Linked DNA regions of Mus musculus: regions 1, 2, 4, 5, 6 and 7 are each linked to region 3. The links are chromatin contacts, called in public HiChIP or PLAC-seq maps. All regions are on one chromosome and are shown on one strand. Each heading gives the region's core, a stretch centred on a gene start, on an enhancer-like site or on the middle of the called end of the contact. The rest is flanking DNA. Distances are from core to core; before and after follow the strand shown.

Region 1 (3,013 bases), core at 353-2,852, 660 kb after region 3:
GCACAGTACTTTAGTTTTGAAAGGGACAATAGTTTGTCCTGCAGACGATGATGTTTATTAGCACAATGATAGACACTGGTAATGAGTAACTAGGAAGAAGCATTCCAAATGTTGCACTAGGCAGCGTGTCCTGGACCCTTCTCTCTGGGTCAAAACTGCCTGCCTTTCTCCTTTCTGTTAACTGTTCTGTGTGGTCGTGGAGGACGGGGGCAGTTGGCAGGGCGGGTGTGAGGAGGGTGGAGGGTTTGAAGCCAGGTAAGTACGTGAAATAAACAACGTGTGGACTGCTCTGAGAGCCCGTTGGTCTTTACCAGGCCTCTGCGGCTGGATGCGTTTAGACACAGTCCTGAGAGGAATCCCCTGAACAACCTTGGCCTTGAAATCAGTGTATCTCCTCCCCTTTGCAAGAAGCCTCTTCTCTCAAAGCGGCTTTGAGGCAAGACTTAAAAATGTTGTGGATTTGACATCTTCAGCCTAGGCTTGGGGGATACGTTTTCAGTTTCCTATAAAGCTGCCTTGACAATCCCATGGTGGGTTCAGACGCTCCAAGGAAACCTTGGCCAAAACTTTCATTGGTCTTCGCTTAGACAAAGACCAGGACATCGTCTTCTGCAGTCTAGATCTGGCTGCTTACATCACTAAAAGCGGGCAGGTACTGTTGCCTGGAGCAAGCAGGTAGCAAAAGGGCTTGGAGAGGTCACCTTGGTGTGAGTGAAGGCTGGAGGGAACTCCTGGACAGGCTATCTTACTTCTACAGGGCTGGGCTCCGTCCAGTGTGGACTATCTCTGTGTGGCTTCCACTCACCCAGGCCTCACTAGTCACAGCAGTATCCTCTAGGTAAATGGAGTTTTCGCTTGTTGGCTGGAGAACTGGGAGAAAAGGCCGCAAAGGTCAATTTTGAAAAACAAACAAGCCAATTGTATAGACAGTATAGCGGCTTTGCAACCCCCCACGGATTATCATGACAAAAGAGAATTACAGACACCAGGAGGTGGTGCCTAGAGAAAAGAAGGCAAAGGGAAGAGATGGCCTCCAGAGTGCCAAACAACCCAAAAGGAAGAGCAGAGGGGCCACAGAGCACGGCATACAGTATCTTCACCCGAGATGGGCGTCCTTTTGTGCCCACAGCTAGCTCAAGTGTCTCACTCCACCTCAGTCCCTACTACTGCGCAGGAGCGGACGAGGTGGAGCCGCTAGAGACCCCAGATTATAGGTCTGTGGTTTGGGTACCTTGGTGCCCTGGTAGAAGTCGTCCACTGACTGCGAGCCCATGAACGGGAATTGCATGTGCGTGTGCGTGTCGATGCCCCCGGGCAGGACGAGCTTGCCCGCTGCATCTAGGATTCGCAGCCCCCGAGATGCGTCCTCAGGAGGCAGCAGGTCCCGTCCCAGCGCCCGCACCACGCCGTCCTCCACTAGCACATCGGCCACCTGTGAGAAGTCGTCATTGACAATGCGACCCCCGCGGATGAGAAGTCGTCCCTGTGGTGCCATGGTCCAGGGCGCTGGGGACTGCGAACAAAGTTGGCTTTCCTTTAAGCTCTCCACGAACTGTGCCAGAACTCCCTCTCCCGCTGGGCTGAAGGCGGGCAGATCTCTGGTGGCAGGTGAGGTACAAGGGTTTATTTAAATGCAGGACAGAGATGTAGCTCCACCTCAGGGCAGGGCTGCCCTGCCGCAGACCTGGACAAACCCTTAAGCACAACCCCTAGCATCCAGTTACAATAAGTCGGGGTGTCCACTGAGTTTATGAGTCCACAGAGGGGAGGGGTCTTGGAATTTGAAAGCTGCAGTCAGGGGCTTGCCTCCCTAGAGGCAAAGATACTTTAGTGAAAGAAAGAAATTCACTTGGTTCCTTGGTGAACAATGTCTACACCAAAAGACAGAAGGAACCTGCACAGCACCAGCAACAATAACACCTCAAAACAAACACACTTGACTCAAAATCAAGAGCAAACCACTGCAGTCTCTGTGATTGGCAGGTTGTGCTGGCATGTGTGGGATTCTGGTCTCCAGATGGATAAGCAGAGAAGATGTGCTGAGCAGGGAGACAGGCTCTTACAAGGGAAGCTGGCAGACAAGGAGCTGCCTGAGAGAAGGCTTGAGGGGTAATCAAGGGCGGCATGATGGCTAATCTTCATTCTCAATTTGATGTGATCTAGCGTCACTTGAGAGATGCTTGTGTCGAATTTCCTGATGCATCAGACTATCCACACCTCAAAACGATTAAAAATTAGAACGCACCGATAATCTAAAGACCCATGGATTTGGCTGTCAGGCCAGGAAGAAAAACACCAAAACCTCAGGAAGGTTATATAATTATTGTCAAGGGACCTTTGTGCAACTGTGAAAGGGGTAATTATATACACAATGAAACTCCTACAGGCTTGCAAGTCAACACCACCAGGAGCATGAGATTGGATGTCCCTGCTGCCACTGGGGCTCTCTCTGAAACTGCCCGGATGAGCGACTGCAAAGGTTTCTTTATCTTGGACACTTTATATCATGACACAACACAGAACAAACTTCCCACATTTAATTAACTCAAAGTTCTAGCAGAAGAGGGGCTTGCCAGGTATCTGCGAAGGGGAAGGAAATGGCTCACTGAGATTCGCAGGCAGAAATAGAGCAGAAAAGAGAGTAAGCTTTAAGAAAAATGCAGGCTACCAGACTAGGAAGACTGTCCCCTGGTGGAGTCACTGTCCCTACTCAACACCTTCGGGTCAGAAGCCTGGACAAGCATGCTCACTGGGGAGCTTGGCCTCCAAACGCCATTGTTTCTGCAGACACTCTAGGTCCCCGGGGGACCCTGTGGTGGGAAAGAACACTCCAGCCTGCTAATGAGCTTCTGCCTGGATGGGTGATGGGTGTGGAGTTTGGGGGAACAGGCAGACTGAGGGGTGGAAGGAAAACAGATGCGGACTTGGGATTGGAAGTCAAACTCTGGCTTTGGCATGAACTCTATGAAGCTTGGGCAGGACACTTCAGGGCCCCGTCCTCCCCGTCCTCCCC
Region 2 (3,006 bases), core at 223-2,722, 580 kb after region 3:
CCACAGATGACTCTTACAACAGACGCAGCCCCGACCATGAACACAGTGGTTGCGTTTACTTTCATTACGCAGCACAGCCCTCTTCTCCTTGTTCACTAAATTGTTTGCCCAAGACATCCAATGCAGAGTTCCCAAGCTGCTTCCTGAACTGCTCTGTGCAGCTGTTCAGGGCCAAAGGGTCTGGTTCCATGCCCTGCAAACAGCAGGTGCTCAATAAATGATGGCAGGGTCTCTCTGTTTATAAGACTTGTCCACAGAAAGAAGTAAAAGGAGAGAATTGGTTTGACAAAAAGAAATCTAATTATTATATTGTGTGGCTTCTGGTTCCAACCCAGCGTGAGGAAGTTGGAAAGGAAGAGGGAGAAAGCCCGGTGAGGAAGAACAGGAGGGGATGCCTCTGGACTAACACAGAGAGCCAGGGCATTATACATAGTGCCTGAGTTGTATCAACTTGACAGATGGGCATTAGAGTCATCAGAGAGGAAGGAGCCTCAGGTGAGAAAATGCCTCCATGAGATCCAGCTGTAAGGCATTTTCTGAATTAGAGACCAAGGTGGGGAGGGCCCTCCATTGTGGGTAGTGCCATCCCTGGGCTGGTGGGCCTGGATTCTATAAGAGAGCAGTCTGAGCAGGCCACGTGAAGCAAGTCAGTAAGCAGCACCCTTCCATGGCCTCTGCACCAACTGCAAGTAGGAAGCCTAACAAAGACATTAGTTTTTAACTCTTCTTGCATAGAAAATAATCTTAGCTACTGCATTTTATCAGTAGAAGAACTGAAACTGAGAACGTTTCTATGTCTTGCTCAGCTGGTTCAAATGCAGCTTTTGTAGCCTCCCAGCTTTTGACAAAGCCCCCAGTTCTCCCTCTTCCTACAGAGGGAGAAGAGTTCCTGCTGAGATGTAGCTGTCACTCTGCTTCCATCTCCCATGCTCCAAATGTATCCCTGCTCATTTCACTCGTGGTGCCCACATCCTGGCCTTCATCCACTGACGTCTCCAAGATGGCTGAATGCTCTCATCTGTGCCTGGGTTTGAACCACCTCCCTTTTCATAGCTTCCATTCTGCCACCACTAAGGGCTTGGTTCTCTCAGATGTCGTGAACTTCAAGGAAAGAACAAAACGGCCTAGGCTTTCTGGGCAGCCATTTTTATTGACTCATCACCTTGCCAGCAATGGGCACTGGCATTTGCAGACTGTGTAGGGCTTGGGTAATGTAAGACCCAAAGAGCCTTACATCCAGGATGTCCAACTCACAGAAACTAGGAGACTGAGATTGCTGCAACAAGCAAGAGGCTTATTGATCCAGAACACTGGGGCTGTCCTGCAATCAGGGCAGAGGCAAGTCCAAGTCTCCTAAGCACACACTTTTTATACAGTTTAAGGGTAGGCCTTGATTACAACAAGAGTGTTTAAGCCCACTGTTTGCTGGATCTGACCTTTTCATTCCCCCTTTAGAAATGGTAATTAGCCTCTCCCTTCCAGGGAGGCAAGTGTTTCTGAGACCTTCCCTAAGCAGCATTGATGGCCTTGGGGGAGGTGAGGTCTTAGTCACCAGAAGAGGGGACTGAAACTTTCTTGGTCATTATTTGCACCTGCCTTACCTTCAGAGCTTCCATGTAAAGCTTGTTTTGCTGGGTCATTCCGGGAAGGGAGCTTTCTATCGGAAGATCACCAGGAAGGTCTTTCAGCAGACATCTTATTAAGGTCACACATTCCCACAGTATCATGGGCCTCAGGGTACTCCCAGGGAGACTCTTGGTTTTTGTTTGTTTGTTTGTTTGTTTGTTTTTGTCACGTGAATGAAGAAACTGAGGTTTAGGAAGATCAATCAAACTTCATAAGGAAAAAGAGCTTGGTCTCCCAGGCCATCTGGAATATACAAAGGGAGTCTCATGTGCATTTCCAAGGACTTAGCTGGAGCCCACGTGACTTTCCTCTCTCTTAGAGAGCTGTGTAGCTCCAGGATTGGTGTCTGCTTCACAGAAGACTCTCTCACTTCATTTGTATCCACTGAAGAACTGGGCAGGAATTCCTTTATTTCCTCTCTTATTTAAAAACTGTGAAGTATCCACGGAGTGCCCATAACTGACCACACACTGTGCTGGGTGTGAGGGAGAGCCAGTGAGCTAGACAAGCCCCTCCTGAATGACCTTTCAGCTTCTGGAGGGAGGAGGGAGGAGGGATGAGGGAGGAGACAGAGAAGTGAAGCTATCATCTATCTCAGTCCCTCAGTGAGTGTGCTTGGGGGAATTGGCTTCAGCAGTGTGATTCTGAAGTCTGGGGATGTTGACCCCACTGACCTAGGATGACATCATGTTAACTACCCATGCTCACCCTCCCTTACACTATTACACTTGAACCCAACTCCTGATCACTTTTATCTCCTAATGAGAAGTAAATGCTGTGTAGCATCCACAGATACGAAGGATAACGGTACGCTGCAGGAGTTAAGGCATCCTGTGGACTGGATGCTGGGCCCTTCCATGGAGCTGCATAAAAGAAGGACCATCCTACCTAGGAAAGCATCCAGGAGACAGTGACATTTCCAGTGAACAGTAAATGCTGTGTGAGGATTGACTTCTGGGTAAGAAAGCAGCTTACTTACTCACTGGTAAAGGAGTCTGTGTTCTAATGTAGAGCTGCCTTTGTCAAACAAAGTGTATGGATAAGGGGCTGGAGAGATGGCTCAGCAGTTAAGAGCACTGACTGCTCTTCCAGAGGACCTGAGTTCAATTCCCAGCAACCATGTGGTGGCTCACAACCATCGGTAAATGGGACCTGATGCCCTCTTCTGGTGTGTCTGAAGAGAGTGATGGTGTACTCATATACATAAAATAAATAAATAGATAAATAAGTCTTTTTAAAAAGTGTAGGGATAAAAAAATAATAAAACGTTTTGCAGTATCTTTTAACCTGAGGGAAAAAAGAATTGGAGTTTAATTGAGCTGAAGATTTCTCTTCAGGTGCAGCTTACCATCCTTTCTTCTGGGCGCTGAGATCAAATGA
Region 3 (3,023 bases), core at 21-2,520:
GGCTAACGCTCCAATAACGACTCTTCTCTAGATTAGAGTGACCGGCAGAAAGGGGCTGAACGGCCCGATTCCTCCGGGGACGTGATCTGACCCTTTCCCTCTTACACCTTCCAATCGCCTCGGGCAAACCGCCCCAGCATCCTGTCTTCTGTACCTCTCCGTGCAGCGGGTACCGACAACCCAGTTTTCCAGAACTTCCGCACTCCCGCCCAGGTCCTTTCCACTCCCTCAGGCTCTTCCCCGCTGCGAGTCCCGGGCCGCTGACACCGCAGGGACACCCACCTGCTCCGATCTTCCCTCGTCCAGGGTCCAGTACCCCGCCCGGGACAGCTCGGGGGGCGCCCGGTCCCTCAGGCTCGGCGCCAGCCACCTGAGATCCTCCCGCCCCCACCGCCCACAGCCCCGCACCCCGGGGCGCCCGCTCCCTCGCCGCCCTGCTCCTCACAGCTCCCCGCCCCGCCCCAGCCGTTAGCAGGGTCCGGGGCGAGCGTCGGCCGAGTCCGGGCCTGGGCGGTTCGCAGGGGACACGGGCCCGGCGGGAAGAGTCGGCGAGGCAGAGGCGGCGCGGGCGAGTGCACCTAGCGGGCCCGCCGCGCCGACTCCGCGGACACTGGGGGCGGCGGCGGCGGGACCCCGGGCGGGCGCGTGATGAGGCGCGGCGGGCGGCCGGCCCCGCGGCGCGCGCGAGCTCACTTGGGTCCGGGCGTTGGCAGCCGCGGGCCGCGGGCCGGAAGATCGGCCGTCTGGGGCCGGGGTGGGGGCTGGGGTCCCCTGCCGCAGCCCGCGCCTCGTGGTTCCCGGAGGGGTCCTCCCTCGCGGAGCCCCGGAGCCCGGTGACGCGCCAGCCGGCGGGACGGCCGCTCTCGCCGCCTCCGGGCGCTCGGGGCGAGTTCCCGGGACTCCCCAGGGGTCGGGCTCGCGGGCAGCGCTTCCCGCTCCGCTCCGCCGCCGCGCCGGACACTCGCGCCCCGGCCCGCGGCCGCCTCCCTCCAGTCACCCCACCCTCAGCCGTCCCCGCCACCTTACTCCACCGCCCTCCCCCGCCGCTCCGCGCACTCGGCGTCGGGGCCTCCAGCTCCTCGCTCCCGCGAACCGCTCACTTGGCAGCCCTTCGCCCCCGGGAAGAAGAAACATTTCCCCGAGCGCACTCCTCAGCCCTCCCCCCTCGGCCCTCCCCTCCCCCTGCCTTCTTTCCTGGGGGAGGGGGGCTGTCGCCTCGGATTGAAGGCCATTGATTTGTATGCATTTGTCCCAGCCCCGGAGGCTGCCCCAGCCGCCCGCGCCCGAGCCGCGGCTGCCAGCGGAGTTGCCTCCCTGCTTCCCTAGGGTGGTTCGGCTCCGCCAAACATGTCGGCTCCGCTCGGGCCCCGGGGCCGCCCGGCTCCCACCCCGGCGGCCTCTCAACCTCCTCCGCAGCCCGAGATGCCGGACCTCAGCCACCTCACGGAAGAGGAGAGGAAAATCATCCTGGCTGTCATGGATCGTCAGAAGAAAGAAGAGGAGAAGGAGCAGTCCGTGCTCAAGTAAGGACCCGGCTCCATCTTCCCGCCTCCCTCCCTGCCCTCCGCCCCCCTCGGCCGCTTCCCCGCGACCGCCCGCGCGCCGGGGATCGCCGCCTTTCCTCCCCGCCGGTGGCGCGGGGGCCACGAGGGCTGCGGCCCGCGGCCGCCAGGGTCGCTTTCTAGTTGTCAGCCGCGGGGGTGTGTGTCGCGGAGGGAGGGCGCCGAGGCCGGCTGAGGTGACGGTGGCGAGCTCGGGGAGGCGGCGGTTTCCCCGGCGCCCTCCGGCTTTCCCCGCGGGCCACTTCGGCTCCCGGGATGAGGCTGAACCCTGGCTCCTCGCGTCCCATTTCCTTTCCCGCCGCCCCCGCGCGGAGGCAGTGACTGGGGCAAGGAATCCAATATGGCCGTGCACAGGTGCTCCCGGGCCGGACCCGGGTGAAGCGCCCAGGCCCGGGGTGCCGGTGCCACCGGGGTCGCTCGTCCCGCGCCTGCGAGGGCCGGCTCCGTCCCCAGCCCCGGGAGGAGCTGCGCTGCCCACGGTCGCAGCGGACAGGAAGGCTGCGGGGCGGGCGAGGGGGCCTAAGCGCGGTCTCGTCTCGTCTCGGGTGGGTGTGCGGCCGCCGCCATCTTCCAGCCCCTCCCCCTCGGCGGGTGCTAACACCCTGCACTCTGCTGCTGTTCTTCCTGTTTGCAACTAGTAAATCTGTAGGATCCCGAGGAGACTCCACTTCCTACCATCGTGGCAGTTTGGGTTGCTCCCTGCTTGTGAAGTTCTACTATGTTTGCTCACAGTCCAGCCAGCGGGGTTTTGGCGAGGGTGGGAGGCGTGAAAGTAGCACCCAAGCATCGGTTTAGAGGCGGTGTAACTTCAGCACCAGGGAACTGTCCAGAATGAGTTTTCCTTTACTTTGGGATTCCTTGTCAGTGTAGCACTGTAGCTGAGATTGTTTCTACAGGTTTGCTTTTAAATGTTTTATGATTTTTTATATCTCGGTTGCTTCTGGAAAGTCATTGTCTGGATCTGTAAAGATCTGTAACCCTTTAATGTTTGTCCAAGTCGTTACTCACTATAAAAATTAACCTGTATATGCCTAAAGAGAGGGAGGGCAGTTCTCTTGCATGTCACCGAATACACTTTCCCATAATCGCTATAGAAACACACAACTAAAAGCGTTGACTTCCTCCTTGAAAAGAAATAGCTTACTGACCTTCACCACTTATTTTGAAAACAGGTTGTTGAATTCAGTATTTTTTTTTTTTACAAATGAAAACACACCTTGTCTAGATGTACATCTTCTCACATTTTAGTGAAGCAGATTTTACATAACCTATGGTAACAAACATATCAAATAGATATATATCTTTAAAAGATACAAGTTCTCACAAAATAATAAAAGAACAATTAGGAATTGCTTCAATACTAATTTTTAGGTTTGAATATTTACTAGGGAATTTGGCTTATTCATGGTCATAGGATAGGAATAAAAAGTTAAGAAATTTAATCAGTTTAAACTATGGAAT
Region 4 (3,143 bases), core at 45-2,544, 640 kb after region 3:
AAGAGAGTCTTGGGACATGGCTTGGGACATCACCCTGGGATACCTGGGACATGGCCTGGGACATCACCTTGGGACATTCTCTGGGATATGGCCTGGAACATCACCCTGAGACATTCCCTGGGACATGGCCTGGAATGTGACCTGGGATTTAGCTTCATCCACAGCTCAGAAAACACTGGTGCTATTGACACTGCCCTCTCAGGTTTCTCATCTTCAGTACTCTGGAAAAACAGGACCTTATTGCTTGCACTATGGCTGTGGTACTTTGTGTATCAGGAACCTTAAGAAATCTACACCTTCTATCAATGCTGTTTCCCTCAGAGCCACACAATTCCAGATTTTGAAATGTTCTTAAATGGCCAGTTTTCAACTGCTTTGAAGTATATCTTTTTCTAAATTTAAAAGGCAATGAGGTAATCAGATGCATAAGACCAAGAAAGAAGAGACAAGGTGACATTCAAATTCTCCTGAACTCAACCACACATCAGCCTCCCCTACCCTGGCCACTGAGAGTCAGTGCACTGAAGTATAGAAGAAACAAGACTTGGCTTGCTGCTGTTCATCAATAAAGAGCATGAGAGGATGTGGCCTTTTATGAATCTCTCTTTGGTCTTCTAAAAACAAGAATATGTGGAGGACGGAGTTGAAAAGTGGGAACTACCCCAACCTCTGTGTGAGAACTTTATGTCCTGCAACAGAAAGCTTGGGTAGATATGGATCTTTGTGCTATAGGAAAACCAAGACCAGTTCAAACAACTACAAACAAACAAATAAACAGCAAACCAACCCCAAGGCCCAGCTCCCAATGTGTGTCTGAGGAACTATTGGGGCCTCACTCTAATTTACAAATCCAACCCAGAGTTGGGACAGCACATTTGCATCCTTTAACTTGGTTTTTGTGAAAAGCAAAAATAAAATGTTTAATCAATATGTTCAAACAAGACGTGTACTTGCCCCGTAAAGACGGGAGCTTGGGTATAAAATTAGGTTGAATTTTAATAAGATACGTTAAAACAGGTTAAGGATAGACTTCTATCTCAGTTAGGGTTCTATGGTTGTGAAGAGACACCATGATCAAGGCAGCTTTTATAAAGGAAAAGATTTAATTGGGGCTGGCTTACAGTTCACAGATTTAGTCCATTATTGTCATGACAGAAAACAGAGAGGCACATAGGCAGCCATGGTGCTAGAGAAGGAGCTGAGTGCTCAACAAATGGACCAACAGGAAGCAGGAAGAGAACTAACTTGAGCTTCTGAGACCTCAAATCCTGCCCCCACAGGGACATACTTCCTCCAGCAAGGTCACGCCTACTCTAGGGAGGCCACTTCTCCTAGCTGTGCCATTCCCTATGACAAAGCATTTAGTCATGGGAGTCTGTGGGGACATTCCTAATCAAACCACCACAAGTGGGCTATAGTTGATGTTTCAATCACAGAGGAGAAACAATAACAGGCAGATTAAGCTACTGAGAGACTACACCTCCACTCTAAACAAAACAGCAGAATCCATGGCATCCAAGCTCTGGTGGTAGACTGGGGAGATGAGCACAGTGTGCTTTCTAAAGGGTCATTGAGAACCCCTTGTGCAGCAAAGTGGCTAGAAAGGTATGTGCATGGTGAAAGCTAGTGAGACGAGAATAATCAGGGATGTCAACGGCTCATATCAGCACATGCACTGTTTGGCTAAAGACTAGACCATCACTTGTACCTGTAATCCAAGAATTCTAGAGGCTGAAGCAGGAGGATCTTGAAATCAAGGCGAGCCAACCAGAAAGCGTATACTAGCTAGTATGAGGCCCCTGACACATATACAGCAGAGGACTGCCTGGTCTGGCCTCAGTGAGAGAAGATGCACCTGACCCTTGAGAGACTTGAGGCCCCAGGGAGTGGAGAGGACTGAGGGGTTGGGGGTAAACATCCTCTTGGAGACAGGGGGAAGAGGAATGGGGTGAGGAACTGTCAGAGGGGCGAGCTGGATGGAGGATAACGACTAGACTGTAAAATAATGATGATGATGATGATGATGATGATGACAATAATAATAATAATAATAATAATAATAATAATAATAATAGAAATCAAGGCTAGAAATAGAAACCCCATCTCAAACTGGAGTATAGGGAGTAGGTCAGATCTGGGCTGAGCTGAGCAGAACTTCCTTGTGAGTGAGTCACACCACCAGGGGGTATGTCTAATTTTTAGCCTGGGTTCTCTGAGATAACTCTTGGGACAGATTTATGGTGCTTCCTTTTTGCACAAGTGGCTTAACACAAGAAGTGTGGGTGGGAAATCACCTGATTTAATTACCTCAGGCCAAGCAAGACTTAAGAATGAAATGGACATCCCCTCTTTGCCAAGGTCAAAGGTAACTCAGCTATGAACAGTCTGAAGAGCCCTTTGACATCAGACATGGTCATGCAGACCAAGCCATGCAGACTTTGGAGTTTGCCCAGTTGTTTTTTGGTCTTGTTTTGGTCCAGTAAGCTCCCCTTTAGAATCATAATGTATGTCCTGTGCCATTATATGTTGGAAACATGTGATCTGCTTTTCATTTTGATTTTACAGGGGATTACAGTCAAGAGATTGCCTGAGTCTCAGAGTAGACTTTGAGATAGACTATGGAGACTTTTTCATAATGATCTACTATGGAGAGCAGGGAGTCAGATGTGGTAGTTTGAATGGCCATGGCCCTAAAGGCTCACGGGGATGGGCAATATTGGGAGGTGTGCCTTGTTGGAGGAAGTATGTCACTAGGGAATGGACTTTTAGGTCTCAGAAGCTGAAGCCTGGTCAGGGTCACTCTCTTCCTTCTGATGTGGAACTCTCAGGTCCCCCTCCAGCACCATGTCTACCTATGTGTCACCAGGCTTCCTGCCATGATGATAATGGACTAGCCCTCTGAAACTGTAAGCCAGCCCTCATTAAATCTTTTCCCTTGTAAGTCACTGTGGTCACTATATCAGTGACTAAGACAGGCGACTTGACCTTGACATTGTCCTTCCTTCTCCTGTCATTGCACTTTTGTAGTCTCCCCTCCCTCAGCCTGGTCGTCTCCCCTTCCTTAGCCTGAAACCTGCTTGCTCAGGGGTGGAGCTTTCCACTCAATCATTCTGCCACGCCCACTGCTGGAACGTGCTGCTTTG
Region 5 (2,954 bases), core at 253-2,752, 600 kb before region 3:
CTACCTGTTGGAGGATATCCTCATCTACACACGGAGTTTCAGTCCAGACAGAGGGACATAGTGAGACTTTATCTCAAAAGAAGAATGGGGAAGAGGACAACAGGAAGAAAAAGAAATTGATTGGGGTGGTGCACGCCAATCATCCCAAGGACCAGATGCTCTGAGGGAAAAAAGGCACAGGCTTAACACCGGCCTGGACTACACAGTGGGTTCCAGTCCTGCCTTGGCTACATAATGAGAGTTCATCTCAAAACCCAAACCAAACAAAGAAACAGAGAAAGAGAGAGGGATGAAGAGGGGAGAGAGGAGAGGTGGAGTGGGCGTTACAGGGGAGGAGCTACCATGTGATGGACGTCCTGGCATGAGTCTCAGCTGAACCGTGGAAGGCTCTTGGGCTGGCAGTAACCGAGTTGCCTTGAGTTTGGTGTTCCCAGACTTAGCAAATAAAAGCAGTCAGACCTGAACTTTTTTTTGTTTGTTTGTTTTGTTTTTGGAGACAAGGTTTCTCTGTGTAGCCCTGGCTGTCCTGGAACTCACTCTGTAGACCAGGCTGGCCTCAAACTCAGAAATCTGCCTGCCTCTGCCTCCCAAGTGATAGGATTAAAGGCGTGCACCACCATACCCGACAGACTTGAACTTTATATATAAACAGTGATGTATATATTTTTTAGCAAGTGCCCCTTGCTTTACAGCAACTTATATATTAACGTTTATCTGAAACGCAAATGAACTAAGCACCACGGGAGAAGTCTTGCAACAGCATGTGGGGGCCATGTTGGCCAGTGTCCGAATTCAGACTTCTGCAGTAGCTGGGCTTGACCTTGGAGGAACACATTCCTTTCCACAGAGGTAATTCTCATGCGGTCTGACAGCCTGCCAGCAGCCCACTCAGCCACTGAAGAAACAACTCCCTTGGGTCTTGATGGGGAACAAGGAGCATCTGTCGGGGTATCTGCTATAGAAGCTGACTCCTGATAACGTGCTTGCTGCTGTGTGCTTGAAGACTGGTTGCACAGCGCAGAATCGATGAGTGGGTCATAGCATCGGCGCCAAACCCACCATGAGAGCCGAGAAGCACGGGAAACATGCCATGATTACTGTGCAGTGGCAATCTGGTTGAGCTGCTGCTGTGGATACCGAGACCAGTTCACTGGCCAGTACACTCTCAACATACAATCACCATATTGAGTTACCTTGATTTGTTTGTTTGTTTGTTTGTTTGTTTTTCAGAGCTGAGGCCCAATCCCAGGGCCTCGCGATTGCTAAGCAAGCACTCTGAGCTAAATCCCCAACCCCAAGCACCCCCATATAGAGTACCGTACCTCCACTGTTACCAAGTCCTGGCATGGTCACTGTTTGGGTCACTGTGCACCTACCTTCTAGCTCTGCGGTGGCAAGAGATGTCTTGCTTCTTGCCTAGTTTCTCACACATTATTTTCCCCTGAAAGAATTAAAAGTCTACCTCAGGGCCTGGCCCTGACATCAGGAGCTGGTGATGCCTCTGAGAATATGTCTGAGTCATATTCCAGAATATGACCAACTCCAAGAATATGTCTGAGTCATATTCCATCTTTGACCAACTCCAAGATATGTAATGAAGAAGCTGAGCTGATGCTGTGGCTCAGTTGGTAGACTGATTGCCAAGCCTGAGTAAAACCCTGGGTTTGATTCTCCAGCACCACATTTAAAAAGCAGCCATGATGGCACATGTCTAAAATTCTAACAGGAGACAGGAGGGGATTCAAGGTCTTCCTCTGCATAAAACCATGAAAAGGTCTAGGCTATCCTGGGCTACATAAGATTTGTGTCAAAAAAGAAAAGAGAGAGAGAGAGAGAGAGAGAGAGAGAGAGAGAGAGAGAGAGGAAAGGAAAGAAAAGGAAAGGAAAGGAAAGGAAAGAAAGAGGAAAGGGAAGGGAAGGGAAGGGAAGGGAAGGGAAGGGAAGGGAAGGGAAGGGAAGGGAAGGGAAGGGGAAGGGAAGGGAAGGGAGAAGGAAACGTGCACAGAAGTCCCTAGTGAGGTCCGTGCAGCTATAACCCAGCACTTGGAAGGTGGAGGCCAGAAGAAGATCAAGGTCTTTATAGCTGACTTTGAAGCCAGCTTGGGCCACATAAGATCCTGTCTTGGAAAAGCAAAATGTTACTGTATCCTTTTAATGATTGATACTATTGCTTCTTTGGGTTTTGATTTTGTTTTGAAATAAAATCTCCTATGGTGCCCAGGCTGGATGTAGTTAGTTTTTCTGCCTCAGCTTCCCTAAGGACTGGGATTACAGCTCCACATCTGTAGCCAGAGATTTTCCTAGTCTGGGATCATAAATATCTGTTACATTTGTCTCCTAAAGGCATTTTGATTTTTAATCTTAGATTTACGATTTCTCCTCACTTCTGGGGGTCAAACTCAGGACCTGCACATGCTAGACAAACAACCCCCTTAGAGCAGGACTAGATTATTTCCACTTGCTGGGTTTTGAGACACAGCCTTTCTATGAGTCCAGGCTGCCCTTGAACTTGCCACCCCCCACCCCTGTGTCAGACACTTTAGAGCTAGGATTACAGGTCTGAGTCATGACACCCAGCGTGGATTAGAGTCTCCTGATGAGGCCGTCTCCTCCCTGAATTAATAAACAGAGATGCTTGGTCGACTGCCTTAAAATAGACTATATCTCAGGCATTACTAAAGAACAGTTCTTTAATTGGATCCCAGTCGGCCTGTGGGTTGTAAAACTAATCTCAACATGTTATTTATTAATTCTTTAGCAGTGAGACCTGGCATTGAAGCCTGCATGCTGCTGTTTTGCGAAGCTTTTCTTGTTCCCTTTATCTGAGAGCATATACTGGGCTGAAATACAAAGCCATATTTTTTTATTTTTTTTTTTTTACTGTAGAAGATCCATCCTCAGGGCTGGTGAGATGATTCAGCGGTTCAGAGCGCTGTCTGCTCTTCCAAAGGTCC
Region 6 (2,897 bases), core at 194-2,693, 620 kb after region 3:
TGTGTGTGTGTGTGTGTGTGTGCTTATGTGTATGGTGTGTGTGTGTGTGTGTGCTTGTGTGTGTGGTGTGTGTGTGGTGTGTAAATGCTTGTGTGTATGCTTGTGTGTGTGCTTGAGTGTGTGGAGTGTGTATGCTTGTGTGTGTGCTGTGTGCGTGGTGTGTATGTGGTGTGTGTGTGTGGTATGTGTGCTTGTGTGTGTGGTGTGTTGTGGTGTGTGTATGCTTATGTGTGTGCTTGTGTGTGGTGTGTGTGTGTGCTTCTCTCTGTGTGTGTACGCTTATGTGTGTGGTATATGTGTGGTGTGTGTGTGTGTGTGTGGTGTGTGTATGCTTGTGTGTGTGCTTGTGTGTGTGCTTGTCTGTGTTTGGTGTGTGTGTGCTTGTGTGTGTGGTGTGTGTATGCTTGTGTGTGTGGTGTGTGTATGCTTGTGTGTGTGCTTGTGTGTGTACTTAGGTGTGCTTATGTATGTGCTTGTGCATGTGTGTGTGGTGTGTGTGCACTCTCATGTGTATGCATATACTTCTTTGGAGGAAGAAGACAAGAATTACAGTTCAGAAATTAGATAGCACACAATGAGTTATCTAGTTTTCTCCAAGGAAAATGCCAAGCGGTCTCTTTGAAGCTCTCCCTGATGATATGACCCTATGTACACACCCTAAGCTTCACTGTTTGGTTCATGATGCTTTTTACTCCCTATTGCTCCATGTCCCTTAGAGAACCATCCCTCTCCTGCTCAATTTCATACAAAGGTTCCTAGGCAGAACCCAGGGGCACATTCATAATCTTCAAGTCATTACTCTTCACTGAATACAAAGTTAAATTCGTTTATCTCTATCTACACTGAGAAAAGGACGGAAATTAAGCAGGAGAGGCAGCACAATGCCTTCCAGAATGGTGAATGCAAGGTCAAAGCTTGCTGTAATTGAGTTTAAAAAAAATAATAAACCCCAAATAACTGGAAACAAAAATATGCCTCCTCTGCAGAATACAGAGCGGCTAGAAGTCTTCATCAAATGTTTCAATGCACACAGTAGTCAGCTGTGCTGGTATGCTTGAGATGCTGTGAGATGCCCTGTAGCTCATAAATACAGAAAAGGGACAGTTTCCATAGTAACTAAGTGCTCTTTAATGAATACCAAAGAACCAGAGCTCAAAGGAGAGCCTTAAATTGCCAGACCACGAGTTGCTGCTGCTCCTGCAGACCTGCAGGCAGCTCACATTCCCCTTTCTCTGATCAGAGTTTTAACAGGTTGGCCATTTTGACTGATCTCTGTTTCAACCATATGACACCTTAAAATTCTGTTTCAATATCACATGAAACCCACACTCTTGATTTCTTCTCTATAAGCTAAGTACCAGAATATTCTACCCCAAAAAAGGCCAAACAACTAGATAAAGGGCTATGTCCTTAACTCTAAAGCTTTGACCGGAGCAGTGAAGCACAGGGCACACACTTCTGTCACAAGAGATAGACACAGGCTCAATGAGCTGTCAAACTGAATACAGGGGACTCTTCATTTCCAAAGCAGAAAAAAAAAAGTTGATAATGTTCTCTTTGCACTAAATGCAGCCTTTTTTTTTTTTTAAATGTGCAATGACACAGAGGAGGTATTGCAGTTGGTTTTGCAGGGACTTTTTCTTTACAGGCTTGTTATGTCTAAGGTCATCTTTCATCAGGATTTCCTACCTTTCCCCTCATACGCCCACTCCCAGTCCTCTCTCGAGATCCATCAGCACACTGATGTCAGTGCCTCACTCTTGGAACCATGCAGCTTCTATAGATTTACAAAACAAGCAGCAGAAGGAGAAAAGTGTGGATGCCCGGCTTTTCTTTCTCCTGACCTCCTTTGGTGACATTAATGAAACCCGGTTTTAGGGCAGCAGGCTATGTGGCAAGCACACTGTTTTCTACGTGCCGTTAATAACCAACAGGAATAACAAACACACAGAAACATCTAGGTACCATGTAGCCCCCAGAGCGTTAGCAATCGCTTCCTCTCTCAGGAGGCTGCCTCCTTACATAACCAGCAGATCGGGCAGCCCAGTGCGGGTTGTGGGCGCCCCCTTCAGGATATGGGATTCAATGCACATTGCCGTCTTCTGTCATTTATGCTAAAAGCATTTGAGGAATTTTGCAGTAAAACATCTAGTGTCTAATTATATGTTAAAACAGAAATCATATATAACACTGGACTGTAACTAATGTTAAAATCACCATCGTAGGATAAATCCATTTCTTCCCTTGATTAAATAATTCTTTTCCACAAGGCTAACTTTGTGAACATTCAGCTCAGTCTATGACAGACACAATTCACATTGGAGGCCATCTGGCTGCCTTCTCTTCTTTCTTCAGGCAGCCTGGACGCCTGCTCCTCCCCCGTGCTTGAGTTTACTCTGCCTCAGCTTCAGTTCGACTCTCGGGTACGGATCCTCTGCCCACTCTCATCCCACGTGACGTGACAGTACACCTCCCTCTGGCCTCATGCAGGACCGCTCTGCTCTGAACCTCTCAAACAGTATTTTTGTTTGTTTGTTTTTTGTTTTTCGAGCCAGGGTTTCTCTGTATAGCCCTGGCTGTCCTGGAACTCACTTTGTAGACCAGGCTGTCCTCGAACTCAGAAATCCTCCTGCCTCTGTCTTCCGAGTGCTGGGATTAAAGTCGTGTGCCACCACGCCCGGCTTCATTTTTTTAAAATTTTTTATTAGGTATTTTCTTCATTTACATTTCAAATGCTATCCCAAAAGTCCCCTATACCCCTCCCCCCCCCACCCTGCTCCCCTACCCACTCACTTCCACTTCTTGGCCCTGGCGTTCCCCTGTGCTGGGGCATATAAAGTTTGCAAGACCAAGGGGCCTCTCCTCCCAATGATGGCCAACTAGGCCATCTTCTTCTA
Region 7 (3,194 bases), core at 610-3,109, 540 kb before region 3:
CTTAAGAAACAGGTTTATTAGACTGAAGAACCCGTTCCTTGCTAACAATTTTGTGTATTGCCTTTTTTTTTTTTTTGTTGCTACAAAATAATCGACAAAAACAAGGAAGGAAGCTGTGGTTTGGTGAACGAGGCATCCTACACAGCCTTAGGAATTTGAATACTTGGTCCCTGTTTGGTGGGACTGTTTGAGGAAATTTAGGGGCTGTGGCCTTGCTGGAGGAAGTATGTCACTGTAAGGGGCAAAGACTCATACCGTTTTTTTCCTTTGCTTTCTGCTTCCTGCTTGTTATTTGATTTGTGAGCTCTCAGCTATTATGATTGCTATGTCTGTCTACTGCCACACTTCCCTGCTGTGATGGTAATGGACTGGAATGTGTTTTATCACAGCAATAGGAAAGCAATGAATACAGAAGGGTTTCTTTTGGCTCACAGTTCAGCAAGGTGGTGAGAGTAATTGTAGCTCTGAAGGCAGGAGTCTGAGAGCCCTGGTTACATTGTATTGGTAGTCAGGAAGCAGAGAGCAATGAATGTTGATGCTTAGCTTTCTCCTTTAAAAAAAGATTATTTATTTGACAATTTTATTACATTTATTTATTTGTGGGTACTACAGCTTGCATGTGGAGATGGGAGGCTATCTTGCAGAATACACTTTGTGGTTCTGGGGATACAATTCAGGCCATCAGTCTTGGTGGTTAGTGCCCCATTACCTGTTGAACCTTCTCTCTCTAATCCTATTTATCATTTTTAAAAGATTAATTTTATTTGTATTTATGTGTATGAGTGTTTTGTCTTCCTGGGAGTGCATATGATTACAGGTTCTGCAGGAGGCCAGATGAAGCCAATCGGATCTCCTGGAGGTAGCTGGAGTCACAAGGCACTCCAGGTGGGTGCCAGTAAGGAATTCAGATCCTCTGTGAGAGCAGTATGTGTTCTTAACCTCAGAGCCATCTCTCTAAGCCTCGAAAAAAAAAAAAAAAACATTCTGTGTTGGTTCCTATCATTCAAGATGCTGCTGCCCATATTCGAGGTGAATGTCCTACATTAAACCTGGCTGGAAACTCCCTCCAAGAGGTTTGTCTCCTAGCAATTCTAAAGCCAGTCAGGTTGACAATGGAAATCTATTATTCCGCTTGCTAGTAAGAACAGCCAGGAGTGCCCACACATTGTGCAAACAGAACCATAACCTCTGGAGCTTCACTTTGCTAAGCTGTAAATCTAAAAACGATTAAAATAGACAAGTCCCCAATCCTCTATGCAACCTAAAATGCTGAGATATGCACCACCTAACTTCTCAACCAATGAGATGTGCACGGTTTGTGAGAGTAGGTTGATATCTATTTTTCTGGAACCCAAGGCTGATGGTTTTTCCCTGTCCATAAACCTTTCTTGACTTCCTGTATCCATTTTGGTACCCCTAAACCAGACAGTTTGGAGTTCCTGGCAAGGGGGTCACTCCACTAGCTAATTCTAAAAAACTAATTAACAATGTTTGGTGCTGAGTAACTAAACCTGAACACTTTATCACTTTATGGAACGAAGTGATACCAGATTGGATGAAAAATATGAAACTACTGAAGTGGATTATTAGAAAAAATTTCCCCGAAACCTGGACTGTCAAAACTTGCAGTGCAGAAGTCAGTGCAGGAGCTTGGGGGAGTCTGAATGGCTGAAACCTGTGGGTAATTTTAGGGTGGGCGGGAATTTTCTGGTGGCTGGCCAACCACCGCAGGTGCATCTGGAGGAGCGGCAAGCTCCGCCCACCCGGAAGCCCGCTCTGCGCGCTCTCTCAGCCCCGCCTTCTCCGGAGGCCTGGCCGCATCGTGATTGCGCGCAGTGGTGCGCGCGCGTAGGCGGAGCGGCGTGCGCCGCGGTCAGCTGACTGCTCCGGCTGGCACGTGACTTGCTCTGGGCGCAGGGGTCGAGGAAGCCGAAAGGCCGGAGCTTAGGTCCGGGAGGGATGGAGCGCTGAGCGGTTAACGTCTACCAGGCTTCCTGCCTCCGCACCTGTCGCCGCCGCCGCCTCCTGAGACACCTCGGGTCAGTGAGCGATAGCCCTGCGGGGAGCTGACGCTGCAGTGGCCGCCGGGGAAGGATGGGGGCGGCGCGGGGGCCTAGACTGTGGCGTCGGACCTGCAACCGGCCTGGGTGCGGGCTCTCCGCATCTCAGGGCCTAGGGTTGGTGTCTTTGGAAGAAGAAGGAGGGGGAAGGGGCCCAGACGGGGAACTCAGTGGCAGAAGGGAGAAGTGTTGTACATTCGGGTCCTTCTTGGGTGGGAATCCCAGCGAGTCCTGGTCACTTGTGAGAAGGTGGACAGTGACAGAATGCCTCAGGTGAGGCTCAGGGTTCACCGGCGTGTGTGTGCAGTCTCCACTGGGTGTTTACGCCTGTATGTGAATAGAAGGGATTACAGTTTTCAGGGCGGAAGGGGTGCCCACTGCAGGCAGGGGGCGGTCACAGAGGACACGGGGGTCATTGTAGGCAGTGGATGAAACAGGAATACAGGCAGCTTAAAAACATTTCACTAGATTGGGGTTGGGGGAGGTTAAACAACATCCCCGAAAAGGAACTGGTGGACAGAGTCTCTTATAAGGCAGATTGAATCACCTATGAGGCATAAGAGGGAAGCTTGTGTTCTTTTCAGAGGAAAAATGTTATCAGGGGGAAAATTGTCTACTCTGTACTTAGTGGTGCCCCGGGAATGAAATGGTCGGGTGTGAATAGCCCAGCCCTAAAAGTTCACATTGATGGTGGGAAGATAAGTCACAGGGGAAAGATGAGGTTGTATAGAACTGGTAAAAACAGAAGGAGGAGAAAAGTATCCTGGAGGAAAGAAAACTTGAGTTTGGGTCTTGGCAAGTCGGTGGGATTGGAGGCAACAGAGGAGAACTTTTTACTCAGTGAAAGCCTCGTTATTTGAGGGCCTGATGAGAGAAGAAGACATGATTTAGGGGTGCCAAAGGCCAGGCTTTTGTAGTAGGCTGCATTGTGGAAAAGTGGGAAATAGTTTTGAAGTCTGGTGATACTTGTTCATATACTGCATGCTCTATGGCTGATACTATGGGAGTGCTAAGGTTTAGGAAGCAGACAGGGACTCTGCTGTCAGAGCTTCCAGACAGATTCAGAGGAGATAGGTTTTAATAGTCGTGCATTTGGCGTGTGATAGAGCACTAACCTTTAGTCCTAGCACTTAG

What was found. HiChIP or PLAC-seq counts read pairs in DNA pulled down with a chosen protein or histone mark.
Region 1: a contact with region 3 is called in an H3K4me3 HiChIP or PLAC-seq map of embryonic forebrain, with 5 times the contacts expected there. The contact joins the promoter of Dpys here to the promoter of Rims2 in region 3. A contact is called at or near these places in 7 of 39 promoter capture datasets (the 3T3-L1 cell line, 3T3-L1-derived adipocytes, cranial neural crest and 4 more), 1 of 484 Hi-C or Micro-C datasets (cerebral cortex) and 10 of 115 datasets of contacts at active chromatin or transcription factors (differentiating embryonic stem cells, embryonic forebrain, embryonic hindbrain and 4 more).
Region 2: a contact with region 3 is called in an H3K27ac HiChIP or PLAC-seq map of embryonic stem cells, with 2.6 times the contacts expected there. The contact joins the enhancer-like site here to the promoter of Rims2 in region 3. A contact is called at or near these places in 1 of 39 promoter capture datasets (liver), 1 of 484 Hi-C or Micro-C datasets (LSK cells) and 3 of 115 datasets of contacts at active chromatin or transcription factors (embryonic stem cells, forebrain and stem cell-derived neural progenitor cells).
Region 4: a contact with region 3 is called in an HNF4G HiChIP or PLAC-seq map of pancreatic cancer cells, with 4 times the contacts expected there. The contact joins the enhancer-like site here to the promoter of Rims2 in region 3. A contact is called at or near these places in 9 of 39 promoter capture datasets (the 3T3-L1 cell line, 3T3-L1-derived adipocytes, cranial neural crest and 4 more), 1 of 484 Hi-C or Micro-C datasets (cerebral cortex) and 16 of 115 datasets of contacts at active chromatin or transcription factors (astrocytes, differentiating embryonic stem cells, embryonic basal ganglia and 8 more).
Region 5: a contact with region 3 is called in an H3K4me3 HiChIP or PLAC-seq map of stem cell-derived neural progenitor cells, with 20 read pairs. The contact joins the promoter of 2310043O21Rik here to the promoter of Rims2 in region 3. A contact is called at or near these places in 1 of 39 promoter capture datasets (pre-B cells) and 3 of 115 datasets of contacts at active chromatin or transcription factors (embryonic stem cells and stem cell-derived neural progenitor cells).
Region 6: an H3K4me3 HiChIP or PLAC-seq map of forebrain shows a contact between it and region 3, with 5 times the contacts expected there. The contact joins the enhancer-like site here to the promoter of Rims2 in region 3. A contact is called at or near these places in 6 of 39 promoter capture datasets (3T3-L1-derived adipocytes, cranial neural crest, hippocampal neurons and 2 more) and 11 of 115 datasets of contacts at active chromatin or transcription factors (differentiating embryonic stem cells, embryonic forebrain, embryonic hindbrain and 5 more).
Region 7: a contact with region 3 is called in an H3K4me3 HiChIP or PLAC-seq map of stem cell-derived neural progenitor cells, with 6 times the contacts expected there. The contact joins the promoter of Atp6v1c1 here to the promoter of Rims2 in region 3. A contact is called at or near these places in 5 of 39 promoter capture datasets (3T3-L1-derived adipocytes, the HPC-7 cell line, cranial neural crest and 2 more), 2 of 484 Hi-C or Micro-C datasets (embryonic stem cells and nephron progenitors), 15 of 115 datasets of contacts at active chromatin or transcription factors (SST interneurons, craniofacial prominence, embryonic basal ganglia and 9 more) and 3 of 9 other capture datasets (adipose tissue, embryonic stem cells and pancreatic islet).

What each region holds. Positions count from the first base shown.
Region 1 is chr15:39,855,868-39,858,880 of GRCm38.p6, forward strand. Dpys (dihydropyrimidinase) reads right to left here and starts at 1,603. Exons shown (of 10, transcript NM_001164466.1): 1 at 1,232-1,603. The coding sequence starts at 1,495.
Region 2 is chr15:39,779,294-39,782,299 of GRCm38.p6, forward strand. It overlaps a transcript of Dpys not described here. Among named protein-coding and RNA genes, the nearest start is that of Gm16291, 16 kb to the right of the region's middle. Within about 2 kb of position 1,473, at least 19 of the 459 cell types and tissues checked have an H3K27ac peak or open chromatin away from gene starts, as enhancers often do. A contact at or near this core is called in embryonic stem cells, where this site is marked.
Region 3 is chr15:39,197,016-39,200,038 of GRCm38.p6, forward strand. It overlaps Rims2 (regulating synaptic membrane exocytosis 2), which reads left to right and starts at 1,271. Exons shown (of 27, transcript NM_053271.2): 1 at 1,271-1,523. The coding sequence starts at 1,348.
Region 4 is chr15:39,832,582-39,835,724 of GRCm38.p6, forward strand. All of the region lies in intron 4 of Dpys (dihydropyrimidinase), which reads right to left. Among named protein-coding and RNA genes, the nearest start is that of Dpys, 23 kb to the right of the region's middle. Within about 2 kb of position 1,295, at least 11 of the 459 cell types and tissues checked have an H3K27ac peak or open chromatin away from gene starts, as enhancers often do. A contact at or near this core is called in pancreatic cancer cells, where this site is marked.
Region 5 is chr15:38,593,432-38,596,385 of GRCm38.p6, forward strand. It overlaps 2310043O21Rik (RIKEN cDNA 2310043O21 gene), which reads right to left and starts at 1,503. Exons shown (of 3, transcript NR_045757.1): 1 at 1,377-1,503. The region is part of intron 2 of Gm41309 (a long non-coding RNA gene); the gene reads right to left.
Region 6 is chr15:39,815,203-39,818,099 of GRCm38.p6, forward strand. All of the region lies in intron 7 of Dpys (dihydropyrimidinase), which reads right to left. Among named protein-coding and RNA genes, the nearest start is that of Gm16291, 20 kb to the left of the region's middle. Within about 2 kb of position 1,444, at least 69 of the 459 cell types and tissues checked have an H3K27ac peak or open chromatin away from gene starts, as enhancers often do. A contact at or near this core is called in forebrain, hippocampal neurons, liver and 1 more, where this site is marked.
Region 7 is chr15:38,660,045-38,663,238 of GRCm38.p6, forward strand. It overlaps Atp6v1c1 (ATPase, H+ transporting, lysosomal V1 subunit C1), which reads left to right and starts at 1,860. Exons shown (of 13, transcript NM_025494.3): 1 at 1,860-2,039.